Linked DNA regions of Salmo salar: region 1 is linked to region 2. Evidence: chromatin contacts called from public Hi-C data. All regions are on one chromosome and are shown on one strand. Each heading gives the region's core, a stretch centred on a gene start, on an enhancer-like site or on the middle of the called end of the contact. The rest is flanking DNA. Distances are from core to core; before and after follow the strand shown. Region 1 overlaps LOC123744795 (tetra-peptide repeat homeobox protein 1-like). Region 2 holds the start of LOC106611977 (casein kinase I).

The links. A called contact is a pair of places that touch in the nucleus more often than the background predicts.
Region 1: a Hi-C map of gill shows a contact between it and region 2, with 2.4 times the contacts expected there. The contact joins the enhancer-like site here to the promoter of LOC106611977 in region 2. A contact is called at or near these places in 3 of 3 Hi-C or Micro-C datasets (blood, gill and muscle).

What each region holds. Positions count from the first base shown.
Region 1 is chrssa09:78,295,651-78,298,350 of Ssal_v3.1, forward strand. LOC123744795 (tetra-peptide repeat homeobox protein 1-like) reads right to left here. Exons shown (of 3, transcript XM_045724980.1): 3 at 1-575. Among protein-coding and RNA genes, the nearest start is that of LOC123744795, 9.0 kb to the right of the region's middle. Within about 2 kb of position 1,266, at least 10 of the 13 cell types and tissues checked have an H3K27ac peak or open chromatin away from gene starts, as enhancers often do. A contact at or near this core is called in gill and muscle, where this site is marked.
Region 2 is chrssa09:78,253,128-78,256,004 of Ssal_v3.1, forward strand. LOC106611977 (casein kinase I) reads left to right here and starts at 1,557. Exons shown (of 11, transcript XM_014212709.2): 1 at 1,557-2,294; 2 at 2,729-2,835. The coding sequence starts at 2,172.

The DNA of each region.
Region 1 (2,700 bases), core at 16-2,515, 42 kb after region 2:
CCAGGGCGAGGAAAAGGAGTTGACCCGGGATGGGAGTTGACCCGGGATGGGAGTTGAACCGGGGTGTGGGATGGGAGTTGACCCGGGATGTGGGATGGGAGTTGACCCGGGTGGGATGGGAGTTGAACCGGGATGTGGGATGGGAGTTGACCCGGGATGAGGGATGGGAGTTGACCCAGGGTGAGGGATGGGAGTTGACCCAGGGTGAGGGATGGGAGTTGACCCGGGATGGGGGTTGACCCGGGATGGGGGATGGGAGTTGACCCAGGGGATGGGAGTTGACCCAGGGTGAGGGATGGGAGTTGACCCAGGGTGAGGGATGGGAGTTGACCCAGGGTGAGGGATGGGAGTTGACCCAGGGTGAGGGATGGGAGTTGACCCAGGGTGAGGGATGGGAGTTGACCCAGGGTGAGGGATGGGAGTTGACCCAGGGTGAGGGATGGGAGTTGACCCAGGGTGAGGGATGGGAGTTGACCCAGGGTGAGGGATGGGAGTTGACCCAGGGTGAGGGATGGGAGTTGACCCAGAATGTGGGGATGGGAGTTGACCCAGGATGAGAAATGGGAGTTGTGATACTCACAGTGACACACCAGACTCTACATGAAAGCATTCTTATTAACATTTCTAAGAAGTGACATCATCTGTCTATCACAGCTATGATTTCTGACCTCTGAGAAAGATTATGTTGATGTAACTGTGGCAGACTGCATGTGATACTCACCTATGGGATACAGTGCATGTCCTGCTCTTTAGTTCAGTATGTCCCGGCAGACCTCTGCTGTTTACCCCACATTGAAATATAATAGATATATAAGAGAACAGTTCAACACTAGTTCCAGCAGACAGACAGCAGACTCACAAGACTTCACACAGACACACACAGGAACTGGACATAACAGTATTGGCTCATGAATAGCGGTGTCTAATTTTGGCATGGCCTGTAGAGATACTGACTAGCTTAGTGACGATGACCTACACAGAGCCATGCTCTATGTTGTTCTCACAGACAAGAGTCAAAACTAAGTCTCCAAAAGCTACTATGATGAGTTTTTTTTTAGGAGTACAATAAATCTCCTGTAATCTAACTGAAGGAGTTTTCAGTTTAGTCCAAAGAGGGAAAGCAAAACCAAAAAGAGGTGAAGAAAATAAAGAAGAAACAAGGGGAGAATTCCAGAGCATTTTGGAGCTCTCCCAAGACGAAAGAGCTCTAGGTTGTCTCAACCCCCTCTTCTGGAGCCTCCCTCTGCCCTTATAAGGAATTCTGAGCCGGAAAATGTAGCTGTACTTTCGATAAGCATTCACTCTTGCAGGGAGGCAGATAGTTTGTCTCTGCTCTCAACGTGCATGCCCCTCCTCCACCTCTCCCTCTTGCTCCCTGGCTGTCTTGTTGGCTGGCTGCATACATTCCCTTTTCTAGTCACAGAATGCTGCTGACTGACATAAAAGGGAAAAGGGCGCGAAGGTGAAGGAGAAGTCAGAAAAACTCAAGAGCAGTCACAAAGAAGGGCTGCCGTGTTGTCTAAATAACGTGCTGGGAGTCTACCAGAGACTAAAGTGAGGTGTTGCAGCAGCCAGGGTCATTTGGAAACATTTCTAAAAACATTATTCCACTTTGGCATTAAGGGGTATTGTGTGTAGGCCAGGGACACAAAATCTCAATTTAATCCATTTTAAATTCAGGCTGCATAACACACAACATGTGGAAAAAGTCAAGGGGTGCGTGTGAATACTTTCTGAATGCACTGTATATACAGGTCTCATCCAGGACCCCGGATGTCTTACCCAAACAGATATCTACAGGCTGAGAAAACATTATTAACAAACACAACACTCTCCCATGCTCTGTGTCTAATGATACTGATATACCACAGACACTGTTAATGACCAACACAAAACAAACATCACATTCTGTATTCATTTCCTGTTTCCCATGCTCCTTGTTAAAAACATTTTACTATTATACTGTAAACCCAAAGCTATTTCTAACTCAAATACTTCTAGTAAGTTGAACTCAAAGTCACTATTACTTACATGTTTATGTGATACTGACTCAAAACTAAATGAGAAGTCACACCAACTAAATAAAAAAAAAAAAGTTAGGATAACGAATGACATTTTTCCCTGTATACTCTACTGCAGGTAGATTCTTTGGAAAGAATATATACTGTATATCTGTGTTTTTGCATGTACATTGAGTGATTTATTTATCTTTGGGTAGCATAAGATCAATCACATACATTTTTAAACTAATCCAATCATTTAGTTAGAATTGTTGAAACTGTTATTGAAATGGTTATTCCAGTTTAAATGGCTTAGGTAGTCTCCTCCCACGGTTCCTGGCCCTGGCAGACATTATGAATGCAGGTTGCTGGTGAATACAAATTTAAACTGTTGGATATCCTAACTCTGGAAGGATTCCAATAGGAATTACACATCACTTTGCAAGCCAGAATAATGTGACTTGCAGGTAGGGTTGCAAAAATCTGTTACATTTCCCAGGTTTTCCAGAAATCGCGGTAGTAAGATTCCTGGAAATCCTTCAACTAGGATTTTTTGAAAATCTGGGAATTTTGGGAAAGTTACTGGAATTTTGCAACCCTACTTGCAGACCTGATGTGGTCCGCAAACCATGAGATTCTAACCACTGTATTTGAGTAAAGCTAGGCCTCAAAATAAGACTTAATGAGATATGTAATGTAT
Region 2 (2,877 bases), core at 307-2,806:
TATTATGTGACTTGTTAAGCACATTTTTACTCCTAAACTTATTTAGTCTTGCCATAACAAAGGGGTTTAATACTTATTGTCTCAAAACATTTCAGCTTTTCATTTTTATCAATTTGTAAAAAAAAAAGTAAAACATAATTCCATTTTGACATTATGGGGTATTGTGTGTAGGCCAGTGACAGAATCTCAATTTAATCAATTTGAAATTCAGGCTGTAACACAACAAAATGTGAAAAAAGTAAAGTGGTGTGAATAGGACCTACTTTCTGAAGGCATTGTACATATCTACAGTACCTCAACTACCTCGTACCCCTGCACATCGATTCGGCACTGGTACCCCGTGTATATAGCCAAGTTATTGTTACTCATTGTGTATTTATTCTTCGTGTTATTATTTGTCTATTTTTCTATGATTTCTCTTTTTTTCTCTCTGCATGGTAGGGAAAGGCCCATAAGTAAGCATTTCACTGTTAGTCTACACCTGTTGTTTATGAAGCATGTGACACATTTGATTTGATTGATTTTACTTACTATCACGTAACTATAATGACTTAGTATCGCACTATTACGACTTACTATCTCATAATAATGACTTACGATCTTATAATTATGACTTACTATCTCATATGACTTACTATCTCATAATTATGACATGGTATTTCATTATTATGACTTACATATCTCATAATTATGACTTCGAATCTCATTATTATCACTCTATCATAAATATGACTTACAATCTCATAATTATGACTTACTATCTCATAATTGTGATTTACTATTGCATAACTCCTAGACAGATTTGTTTGGGGGGGGACAGCTTCCATAGGTTTCACTTCTTTAAATACCTTATTGTTTTCTAGCTGTGCTCTTGACGAGAAATAATATTACCAACACAAATGACTGTTCTTTGTTTAACTTCCTCAATGGCACCAGAATGCTATAACTTATGTGATTAGCTGATATGTAAAATACCTATCCAGGCGTTGCAAGATATGGTATGCGTCAGCAATGTCTGAGCAGGAGAATACAACCTAATAAGTGTTAAGAGGGAGGATAATGTCAAACAGGCTAGGATTTGTTTCACTAAAAAGATCGGAGTCAGTGAGGCAATAGATGGCATCAGTGAACCGTTGAAACACTGGTGACACTTATTACAATGACGCTGTCAATATAGTAGCCTATGTAGAAACAACTGTCACCAAAATTAAACCGAGATCCGTTAAAAATGTGTTATTTAATGCCAAGTCCCAACGCATAGGCTTTGGCTATATGATCCATGGCATAACATTCGCTTAGATTTGAAATGTGTCCCGAACATTAGATGAAAAGGTAGAGTGCGGCTTTTGATCTGAAAACATCAGTGGAAAGTACTTGATATCTTGCACACTAATTACAATGCATACATTGAACGTTGTAACATGCTAAAATGTTTCTTTATTTTCCTCACGCGCACTTACTAGGCAAGGCTCTCTTTCGTAAGCGCAAATTCAAAACGTCACAAGGCGTCCTCTGCGCTCGCGCCCCCCAGTGTTCCTCGCGCCCGCCTGCGCCTTGTTCTGAAGCTAAGCTAGCTAGGTAATCACCTCGAGACGGACGGTGGATTCTTGTGGAGTAGTGACAAGAAAATGGCGGAGTGAGTGGGTTGCGCTTTGAAGGAAAGCAGCGACCCTAGGTTTCCGTAAAATTGAATACGAACAAAGGAGAATCACATAAAAGCTGTAACTTTCATCGAAAATTTTACAAACAAGAACAATATTGCCCCTCTCGCGGAGGTGGTACAAACAGATTATCGAACGGGGTTTCGCAGTACCACTGGTGTCATTTCGATAGCTCGACGCTAGCGGGCTAGCGACGAGGCACTCTGGGCGACGGACAAACACGGCACATTAGAAGTGTTTTCAGAATAATTGTTTGGCCTTTTTCGTGATATGTGTTGGGTTTATTTTGTATGTTTTTTTTTACTACCTAGTTAGTGAATAACGCATGAAAATAAACAAAGTCTATCCTAGTTCGCTAACATCATTGTTTCAAGTACATAGCCCACGACCAACCAGGATTGTATGTTCACGATATGTTCTGATAACGAGCTGGCCGAGTAGGGGAACCGACGGAGCAGTCCCAGAGAATACTATTTTAAACTGATTGGGGTTGCTCGTGATTTTGAGGATATGGCAAGTAGCAGCGGCTCAAAAGCCGAATTCATTGTCGGGGGAAAATACAAACTTGTCAGAAAAATTGGATCTGGATCATTTGGTGACATATACCTGGCGATCAACATCACAAATGGAGAGGTAATAAACATTAAACTAGTGCGTAACTAATTGTTCGCTGTGTTAACCAACAGTCAAGCCGACTCCGAGATTGAATAGAAGATTGCTTAGTTAGCCTTCCTAACGTTAGCTAGCTAAGTTAGCTGAAATGTTGGCCAACGATGTTCAATGAATACCCAGCTAACATTAGCCTAGCTAGGTAACTGTCATCTAAGATACTTGTCGATATTGGCCACACTAAAACATGTAACGAACTACATAACGTTCGTTTCTTAGAAATAACACGGTTGTTGTACCTAGTTAGTAAATAACGATTGAATTGATGCATCTTAAACTAAAGTACCTAGTTAACGTTAATAACTAAACGTTGCCTTGCTAACGTGGCTAGTCTAAAGTATGTTACTAACTAGGTGGACTACTACGTTTGCTAACTTACTGATCATTTTGTTTTACAGGAGGTAGCTGTAAAATTGGAATCTCAGAAAGCCAGACACCCACAGTTGTTATATGAAAGCAAGCTGTACAAAATATTACAAGGAGGAGTTGGAATCCCACACATAAGGTAATATACATTTTCATTATTTTGGACAGTTTAATATCGGAG